Regions from separate parts of the Zea mays genome. Here region 2 is linked to region 1. Evidence: chromatin contacts called from public Hi-C data. All regions are on one chromosome and are shown on one strand. The core of a region is the stretch at or near the end of the contact, and the rest is flanking DNA. Distances in the headings are between cores, read along the strand shown. Region 1 holds the start of LOC103633076 (serine/threonine receptor-like kinase NFP). Region 2 holds the start of LOC100501928.

Evidence for each region. A called contact is a pair of places that touch in the nucleus more often than the background predicts.
Region 2: a Hi-C map of leaf shows a contact between it and region 1, with 4 times the contacts expected there. The contact joins the promoter of LOC100501928 here to the promoter of LOC103633076 in region 1. A contact is called at or near these places in 6 of 25 Hi-C or Micro-C datasets (ear, leaf, leaf mesophyll and 1 more).

Annotation. Positions count from the first base shown.
Region 1 is chr1:28,968,543-28,973,738 of Zm-B73-REFERENCE-NAM-5.0, reverse strand. LOC103633076 (serine/threonine receptor-like kinase NFP) reads right to left here and starts at 3,183. Exons shown (of 1, transcript XM_008654760.2): 1 at 755-3,183. The coding sequence starts at 2,900. The coding sequence ends at 990. LOC111590799 (U2 spliceosomal RNA) reads left to right here and starts at 4,171; the gene lies at 4,171-4,367.
Region 2 is chr1:29,228,866-29,234,061 of Zm-B73-REFERENCE-NAM-5.0, reverse strand. It overlaps LOC100501928, which reads right to left and starts at 2,853. Exons shown (of 1, transcript NM_001196566.2): 1 at 1,105-2,853. The coding sequence starts at 2,781. The coding sequence ends at 1,339.

The DNA.
Region 1 (5,196 bases), core at 1,934-4,433:
AGTGTTACCTACGACATTTTGCATTATGAATATACAAGATGAGTATGCGAATGCACCAACAAGTAGTAAGGCGTCGAGGCATACTCGTGTTGGTTCCAAACAAAAGTTTAGTTTATGTCGCATTGAATGTTTGAATGGTAATTACATATATTAAATATAGTCTAATCATGTGGGTACACTTGATTGCTCAATGTGTATCCTCACTTTGTAGCCCTTTCCTTTTGCCTTGACCATTACCTATACTAAATTTTATGTGGAGCTTGGGTAAGTGGAAGTGGTAGCTACTCATGTTGCTTATGTTGCTAAGTCAATGATTGGTCCAAAGAGAGTACTAAATTGCCTCTTTCTCCTTTAATGATCCCTCTTCCCAAGGTCTTAAGATGTTGAGGAGGTCTACTCTTTTTTGCCATACTTTTGCATGTTTTTCATATGCCCTTTTGGCATTTTTTCTTCTCTATCTTTTCCTTTTTTCTATTTATTATTTGAGCTCCACATATGTTTTCCCTTTTTTTCTTCTCCAAATATTAAAAAGTATTCTATAATTAATTCTATAACATTAATTTGGAATAATAAGTTCATATATTTTATAGTTATTTAGTTAAATTTAAAATCTCAAAACAATGAGAATTGTATTATTTTTTAATGGAAGGACACTAGCAAATCCTTCCCTGCATCACTGGTACTCCCCTCCGTTGTTCCTTTTGAAATCTCCAAACAGAAGATGACAAATGGTAGATGAACCCTGGATTTCAAATTTGCAAACAAACTCGCACCATTTACCATTTGTCATCTTCAGTTTGGAAACTAGTACGTAAAGACAAAGAGATACTAGTAGTACACTATAGGTTGAACATGAACTAGCTTACACAGTGCAAAATTAGCGCTCAAAGTGAAGTAAAGTAATGTACAGACGTACAGTGCAAGTTCACAACCAAGGAACTAGCAGCTACTTACAAAATTTCTCTGCTAAACGAAGTTGTATTTTCATTTTATCGAGCTGCCACCGAGCCGGCAATCCGGATGTTGTCCTCCGAACTGGGTTGCCACAGCTTCTCGAACCCGTCGGCCACTGACAACGGCTGCGCCAGCACGGAGAGGCTGAACACGACCTCGGTCATGTTCGGCCGCCGCGCTGCGTCCTCCTCGGTGCAGGCCCTCGCCATGCTGGCCAGGCTAAGAGCCACGTCCATGTGGTATTCGCTTCCCAGAGCGGGGTCCATCCACTTCCTCAGCTTCGCCTCCCTCTTGTCGCCGGTTTCCAGCACGCCACGGATCTCCCTCCACAGCATGCCGATCTCCGAGCCGATGCGCGCCTCCATCGCCCTCCTGCCGGATAGGAGCTCCAGGAGCAGCAGCCCGAAGGCGAACACGTCGGAGCTCGTCGCGGCGGCGTCGACCATGGCTGGCTTGGCCAGGGAGAAGCCAGATATCTTGGCCCTGAAATCCGCCGTCAGGAGGATGTTCCGCGCGCGGATGTCGTCGTGCACCATGCTCGGCTGCGTGTGCTCGTGCATGTAGAGTAGGCCGTTCGCGACGTCCAGCGCGATGCTCAGCCTCTGACCCCACGAGAGAGTTGCCACGGTGCACGACGACGATGGCAGCGCGGACGGTGGCTTCTCGTACAGCCACTTGTCGAGCGAGCCCTTCTCGGCGAACTCGTACACCAAGAATGCGTAGTCCCCGTCAGCGCCGATGGATATGCCCGCCAGCTTGATCAGGTTGGCGTGGTTGACCATCTGCATCATCTTCAGCTCCGCCGACACGTCACCTTTCGCTGGCTTCACCGCAAACACCTCCCCGTCGAGCTTCGCCCTGTAGTACGTGCTGCCGATCTTGCACCGCTCGTCAAGGTTCATCGTGGCCTCCATGATTTCCTCTTCCACGAAGATGATGGGCTTGTCGATGAACTGCGAAACGCCGGTGAGCAGCTTGCCTCCTTTCATCACGTGGGCGAAGGAATTGCTGCCGTCATGACCGAATTGGTTCCTGGACCAAGAAAGCTTGGTGTTCACGGCGAACCGTGAACCCAGGCGCATCGACGGCTTCTTTCGGTACCTCCGGCGCGCCAGGATCGCGACGAACAAGGCGGCGAGCGCGACGAGGGACCCCGAGACGCTGGCGCCTATGACGGCAGCCCGACGTCGCGACCGGGACTTGCCGTCGGCTGCAGCAGCAGCGTAGAGCGGAGCCGGAAGCCGCGGCCGCTGTCGAACTGGGATCAGCATCGGCTGCCCCACGAAGGACGCGGAGGCGGAGGTGTTGGCGGTTACGTTGTTCGCCTCGGCGATCTCGTCCACGGTGGCGTTCATGAGCTTGCTCACCTGGGACATGGTGTCCCCTGCTTGCCACATGTAGGTGATGAGGCTCTGCACCCCGCGGCTCCGCTCAGCGCGAGCCGGGCACCGGCAGAGGAGCGGCACCGTGACCTCCTGGCCGATCTGTAGACTGGTGGGTTCCGACCCCGGGTTCAGATTCTGGATGAGGTGGTACTCGGTGAGGTTCTCGTAGGAGGCCTTGGCGAGGTTGTAGAAGGTGTCGCCCTGCCGGATGGGGTACGTGACGTTGGCGAAGGACCAGGCGCCCGCGCAGCCGCACCTGACGGGCACGAGCAGCGGCTGGCCAGGCTGCAGCACGCCGTCCTCGGAGCTGAGACCGTTGGCGCTGGCGATCCGGGCCTGGCTCGTGCCGAAGAGGTCCGAGATGCTGCCGAGGTCTAGGTAGCCAGGGGACTGCGTCCGGTACACGACGTACGTGTCGCACGGCGACGACACGTCACAGGCGAACTGCGCGGGGACGGTGTAGCTTGTGCTGTCCTGGGCACCGGCCCGCCGGAAGCCGAGGAGGAGGGTAACGAGGAGGAGAAGCCGCGAAGCGCAGCAGCGGAAATGGCGGAGTTCCATTTCGCTCTCGATCGGTGCCCGTGTCACGGGCTGTTTTTTCTGTGAGCTCCTTGGCTAAATGAGGTTGTGAAGCAGTGAGGCAGGCGATCGATGGCGCGCGGCTTGGTTAAACTGCATAGGGTAGCTAACATGCAGTCCGGCGTTCCAAGGACGAGGACTGTGCAAGTCAATAGCGCGGTGGCCTTTCTTCTGTCGCGGCTCGGGTGCTTTGATTCGGTCCTCGGAGTCTCGCTGCGCGATGCAGATGCCATTCGTTAATCGTTGGTCCCAGCCCCCTGCACTGCACCTGCACTAGGCCGTATTACTTTATACTAGCAGGCATGATTTGGTACAAATCGGTACAGATGTAGCTAAGAATTCAACGATCATGCTTTGAAGGGTCGCTCTCATGGCGATCGCTTCCAGCCGGAACAACGGAACGGGTCTGCCGCTGTCTGATTGAAGCAAAGAGCTGCTGTCAGATGATGCTACGTACGGCGTCGTTGTCAAGAGAGAGGAGAAGGGGATTATACTATGGTGCCATTAACCAGTATAATAAGATAACGCTAACGAACGAGGTGTTGATGCACCCAATGCCTATGTAATTTCTTTTAATCTGCAGAAAGATCTGTTCATACGCAGATGGAGATGTTCAGTACTTTAACATGACACGAGAAAGTTCAGAGCAGCTCTGGATGATTGTCAGCCGATGGAAATCTGCCTGCAAAACCGAAAGTTTACTTGGTTTGGCGGGACAGAACGTTCTGCAGACCTCCTGTTCCCCAACCTCGCACTGAACGGTCTTGAGACTTCACTGGAGAATTTAAACCGTCGCCCGGTCATTCTCAGTCGGCAAAGAGACCAACGCAAGCAAGGCTACATTCTAATTCAAGAACCACTTGTTTAAAGTGGATGGTTTCAGGGAAGTGGTGCAAGAGACCTAGAACAGACCTACAGCGTAGGGGATGGTGAGCTGAGCGGGATCCAGAATGAAAACGATAACAGGTGCTTGGAAATCAGGTCGCCCCATGTTCAGGTTTAAACTGAAAGCCTCGCAAACAATTGCTTGTCCTCTTTATCATGCAAGACGGTAACAGATAAAAGATTGGCATGAAACAATGGAGTGACCGATATAGCACCACACATATGTCGTTACCCCACAGATGACTATGAGAAACCACTGCCACGAAGCCACACGTATTGCAGTGTTTTTAAATAGTATCATCCTGTTAGGTGAAGCATGATGATAGACCGAGCGAGCTATAAAAAAAGTCGAACTTCTTTTTAGCTTATAACTTTCTCGTCCTTTTGACTAAGATAAAATATAATATTTGTTCTTATCAGTTTAATATCTAGTATGTGGACTATATGTTCGCTTTGATATTATTATTTTTATGGCTTTTTTTAAGAGAGTCCACCACACTGGTTTATTGGACCCTCACGTGTGGCTCAGCCGTTGCACCGTTGGTAGGACCTCGCCCACCGCAACCACTCTCTACTCCTACAGAGGGAAATATGTGTCGTTATTCCCTTCCTTGAATAAGGCTTATGCGCGTCATTATTCCCCCCACCCCCACCCACTCGATAAGACTTATCTCACCAAAGACAAAACTAATCCCGCTATAAATCGCTCGCATTCCTACATAGATCTAGCCCCCATCTTCTCACGTAACCACCACAATATCAGATTAAATAGGACCAATGTTTCAAATAGTCGCCTATAGTGGTTAAGGTGGTCTGGAGCTAAGAGATGCACTATTTAACGCTAATCGAAATTAGTTGCTAATAGCCTTATTTAGCTCGAAAAGGGTGTCTTTGGTAAATCGCGTAAAATAGGGGACGCAGAACTGTAAATAATACCGTTTGACACAGTTTCCAGAGTGAAATTTGAAATAGAGGATGTGGTAGGGTATCTGCAAGAGATGATCTAAACATATAGGGGTTGTTTGGTTTGCTACCTAAGGCGCCACAACGTGCCTAACTTTTCTGCCTAACCTTAGTTCTTCAATTAAATACACGAAAGTAAGAAACGTTGGGTTTGTTACCGGTAAGGAGTTCATCACAAGAATTAACATCAAAGTCCTTGCATCTATTGCAAATAGCAACATGCTCTACACATGAACTAGATTTATTAGCTTCCTCTAGCTTAGCATTTAAATCATCATTCAAAATCTTTAAACTAGAGATAGATTCATGGCAAGCAGATAACTCAGAAGATAGCATTTTATTTCTCTTAGTTTCTAAAACAAAAGATTTTTGTACACTAACAAATTTGTCATGTTCTTCATATAAAAATGTCCTCTTTCTTCTCTAGCAA
Region 2 (5,196 bases), core at 1,604-4,103, 260 kb before region 1:
TGTGTGTTTTGGGGGATTGGGGGGTTGTAGTTCCAGAAAGCTAGGTAATAGGTATAGTATTAAATTCTGGCTTTTAGGAGTATGTTTAACCCAGCCATCCCTATATAAAGAGACAATATTCAGGAATAAAAGGAACAAAAGAAGTTATGGCCTATGCATGTTCCCTCAACTCACCGCCACTATGGTTAGATCGAGGCTTGTACCTTCTCCCATTGAGCAATTCACATTCACCACACAACAGCACGACAAATAAACAATCATCGTTTTTAATCATAGATTCATACAACATACCCAGGTACAGAATTGTTATAGGCTTATAGCCTCAACTAGTTACATCAACATAGTCCTAGTATGTTACATACATCCCAAAATGATCCACATGTCATTTATTCAAAGCTGCACTTCTTATCATCACACTGATTCTTCCAGTAATGGATTTTTTTAAAAAAAAAACATGCATACGCCATCTAGTGGTAGATATTAAAACAAAAACTGTATCAGATTGTTTGATGTTTTAGCTCTAATTTGTATACAAGATTACTACGCAGTTCTCGGCATCAGTGATATTTCGCTGTTTTAAATAAAACAAAACAGCACCTTAATAATACTCCCTCTGTCCCAAATTAAAATTTGCTTTAGCCTTTTAATAGATTCATACAATAATTTATGCATGTGTTTTGTATATATGTCTAGATTCATCATCATCTATTTGAATATAGACATAAAAATCAAAAGCTAAAACGAATACTAATTTGGGACGGAGGGAGTAGTATGCTTCCATTATTTCATACAGCTCTAGACCAAGACTGATGACAGAATAATAGTATAATAGAAGAACCTGATTATTCTATTTATCACTGAGCTACTGAAAGTAGCATGTATGTCAAAGGAAAATACCTAATAAGAAAAATGTAAATCATATTGACATCATGATATGGGGAAAACATGAAGATGTGGAGATAAAGCTATCAATGTTATAGATTGAATATTTAATGCAAATAAATTTAAGCAGCACCCTGAAGTTTAAAGCTATTACACACGAATACATCTATCTACACATTCAACCAAATTACAATGACCGTGTCTAGATAATTCGTTTGAGAATAGAACAAGGGTACTTTATTACTAGGACACTGGATTACATTTGGTACCAAAAAAAGATAGTAAAGATACGATCTAAGATACTAAGGGGATATATTAGGATAAGATCATAAGAGTGCTGTGCACAAGCATAAGTGTGCGACTTGACGATATGAACAAGGCGGTCTAACCGTATATGCACCATTGAAGTCCTTATAAAACACTCTTAACATACAAGTAAAACTCATTGACATGGCTTCAAAGGAAGTTATGACGGTGACCATCAAGAATGCAGTTCGGTGAGATATTCCTTCGTTGATTTCCAAAGTGGCGCCCAACAGAACCATGATTCCCAATAAAAGGAAGTCTGTCCGAGTCCCCACCAATCAATGGCAGCCTAAGTGGGCGGCTATAAGGACTGTTTCCCCAGCCATAGTTCCAAAAGGTTGGATTGGGCCTCTTCTGCCGTCTCTTATTGGCCTGCCAAGCTTCTACAAATATGGCCTTTGCATTCTTGCCTGCCAGCCTAGAGCCCTCGCCATAATTTTCAAACTTGGATACAAGCTTCTTCCAGATACTATCATCTGATGCAAGATTCATCATTTCCTTGCATGTGCACTCAACCTTTGCAAGATCAACCCCAGGTAAAAACCCCAATACCTTAGTCTTGAGATCAGCAGGCAAAGCCATCAAGCAAGGCGGCAAGCGCAGACCGTTCAGTTGGCACAATGATATCATCAGTGGCAGGCAAATCTCATCCTTCAGCACTCTCCACAGATCATGAACTCCCTTCTCATGCACTCCATTCAGCTGATCGCCATCCAGATAAAGTAGAGGCTCCAGCCCCGGCAACTCCAAGCACAACCGGCAAACCTCAGACTGTGCCCCAGGAACATACCCATAAACCATCACGAAATTGGCCATCAAGGAGTAGTTCAGCACCACCACCTTCCCTTCCTCAGTCACAGATACCATTGATGAAAGCTCTGGTATAGTATACTTGATGGTCAATGGCTTCAAAGCACCTGACGGCCAGCCCTGAGGCAGCGAAAGGTGAGAGCCCGTCAGTTTAGCGGTGAGAAAACCGGCATCAAGCAGAGCTGCATGCAAGGCCGCAACCAGGCGACCTGCGGCGGTTCCCTCCGCGGCCCCGACGTTGTCCATCTCCCTCTTGAGATCCCTAAGCACAAAACTCGACCAGCCCTTTGTGGCATCGACGGCCTCCTCCTCCATCACCACATCCCGCGTACCGGAAGCGACCGGAAAGCTAGGGCTCACAACCACAGCCTGCGCCAGTGACGAGGAAGAGAAATCTCCAGTACCAGATTGCTTCGAACCCTTCCCGCGGTCGGCAGCCTCAGCGATCGACGCTGCAGCGCCAGAGCTCGGGCTAGGGTTCCGTGGCAGGGCCTGAGCCGGCGGCGCTAGGGCCGTGAGGGGGGATAGGGTGAAAAATACGAGATCACCGGACGCGAGGCCGAGGGACGGGAGCGTAGCGGCAGGGTCCGGCGAGACGAGCTCCTCGCTACGGTTGAGGGAGAGGCGGACGGACTCGGCGGGGACGGGTTGCGCCGCAGAGAGCTTCGACGCGAGGAGGGTCTTCACGTCGGCCAGAGTGGCCGTGGGCGGCAGGTCCACGCGGTGGGTCTCCACGGCGGCGGAGCCGCCGCGCGCCTGCATAGATCGCAACCGGAGCTTCATGGTACGGAGGATTTTTCAGAGATTCCGATTTTTCGTGACTGGATGAGGACGAGTAGCGTCGTGGTGGCACTTGACTTCGGGAAAGGGGACGGTTGAGAACTAATATTGGGCCCTGTTTGTTTGGGCTGGAATAGACGAGTATAGACTGTATTACACAATGGAGGCCTTTCTTCCAAAGGCCCGATGGCAGCTTCGTTCATGGCGATTGGATTGACATTTGGAATAGACGAGTTTCAGTGCGATAAAGTAAGGAAATGAAGAGGAGGATGGCCTGACGAGAAGAACATCAAGGATTTCCATAAAGACAACGACTGCTATACAAACAGTCCTTATTTGTAAGCGTGCAAGTAAAATATTTGATCCATTAGATTATGATCCAACCGTAGGTCACATTTAACACTTAAACTCTTCCACCACCAGCTCAATAATCTTTATAAAAAAACTTAACAAATCATGGTTGTATCTGTGGTTGGATCATAATCTAATGGACCAGATAGTTTGCTTGCACGCTTGCAAAAAAGGACTGCTTGCATAGCGATCGTTGCCTTCCATGAAACAAGCAACGAGCTTTATCTAGATCCACCACCATGTATAATGACAAGCTAAGAGCAACTCTAGTAGTTCTCCAAAAAATAGCTTGCTAAAATCATGTTTAGCAAGTTGCTAAATAGCTATTGGAGGTAAAAAATAACTTAGTCTCCAATAGTTGCTCATATTTAGGAAGTAGTTCGATTTTGAATCTAGCTTTAGCGACCCTGCCTTTATGAGATATGTCTGATAATAAGATTGAGAGCAGAGGATGTGATGATGGAAGAAAAAAGGCCGGTCGATATGAACTATGGATGAGTGGTGGTCCGGTAGCGCAGCCTATGAGGAAGTTGGGTTCGACGGTGAAGGAGAAACTTGCGTCATACGTATTTAACCTAGCTACCTCATTATGCTAGAAAATGAAAAAGAGCGTGCTATACCTGGCTATCTCACTGTGTGGGAAAGGAAAAAATAATCACGCTAGTGTGAAGAAATTGACGTCAACTGCATTTAGGGAGTTCCTACCGAGTTGCTAAATGTGGAGAGTAAATAGAGTTGAATAGCAACTAAGTAAATTTAGCAAGTTTATTTAGAGAACCATTGGAGAAGCATTTTTCTGCTCACTTCTTAAATTTAAGATTTAGAGAGTTGTTTAGAGAACTATTGGAGTTGCTCTAAGCTGGGTTACCGGATTAGGCCGTATCGAGCTACTCCTCCATATGTTGTAGCTGAGGAACTACTACTGGGATAATAAAACAGTCTAGGTAGAGCTACATATAGATAAGCCACCACTAACAACAGTAGCAGTTCGTGTATTGGAAGAGTCACATGGCCAACTTTCACCGATAGATCTCGTTTATCATGGGGCTTCTTGTTCAGTTTTACATTCATTTTTGGCCTTTTGATTTTAGGTCCTTTTTTAAATAAAGATTTGAAAACTACAGTTTTAAAATGCTATAGTTTTGGGAAAAATCACAATATTGAAAACTTTAGTCTACAGCTAAGTTTCCAAAACTATAAAAAATAGTGTAACATAGCCAAAACCGTAGTTTTAAAAACAAAGTTGTTGAAGAGTCTACCAAACACTGTTATTGAAAAAAAATACCACGGTATCTCAAATATTATAGCATTCTCCAAAAACAGAAAAAATACTACACTCCCAAACATACCCTTACAGTGGAAATGCAGTTGGTTCTAATATGTTGCATCCATCTTGTGTTGAGTGAAGCCTTTATGGTTCCCACTTGTACTGCATCATAAATGTCGGATCTGGAATTTACATATTTATGGAGGTGAAGGCGCTCTAGAGAATTCAATATATTGTACATGTACTCATTCAATGAGACGAAGACATGAAGCTGAAACCCTTGCGCAAACATATTTCATTGCCAGATAGGCTGCTGCTGCTGCCTTCGGGTGATTTGTGCTACTATGTGCCACTAGCCCACTACTACGTAGCACGGATGGTTTAAGTGATTTGGTCAAGCTCGGCTGATTCCGTTGTGTACGCATATCATTGTTAGATAATTAGTCATTTTATGGTGTATTTTGATTGCAAAATAAATTAGGTAATTTATAAACATGGATATTATCAATGAACCAGTGTATTAATAATAGGTGCACATGTTCATATTTATCAGACTTATAAACATAAACAGTATAAAAAAGATTAACAAGTTGTTCGGCTGGACTTATTAAACCAGTTGCTTGGACTGTCGTTGCTAGCGTGAGACACAACTATAGTGTTTTTTCAGTTGCTACATTTCTAACAAAAAAGTCAGTCAAACGAGTTGTAAGGGTATACGTTGAAACGGTATCATTGTCGAAGACATTAACAACAATGTTATCAATCGGAATAGTCATACTACTCAATGTGTTTTAGTTTAT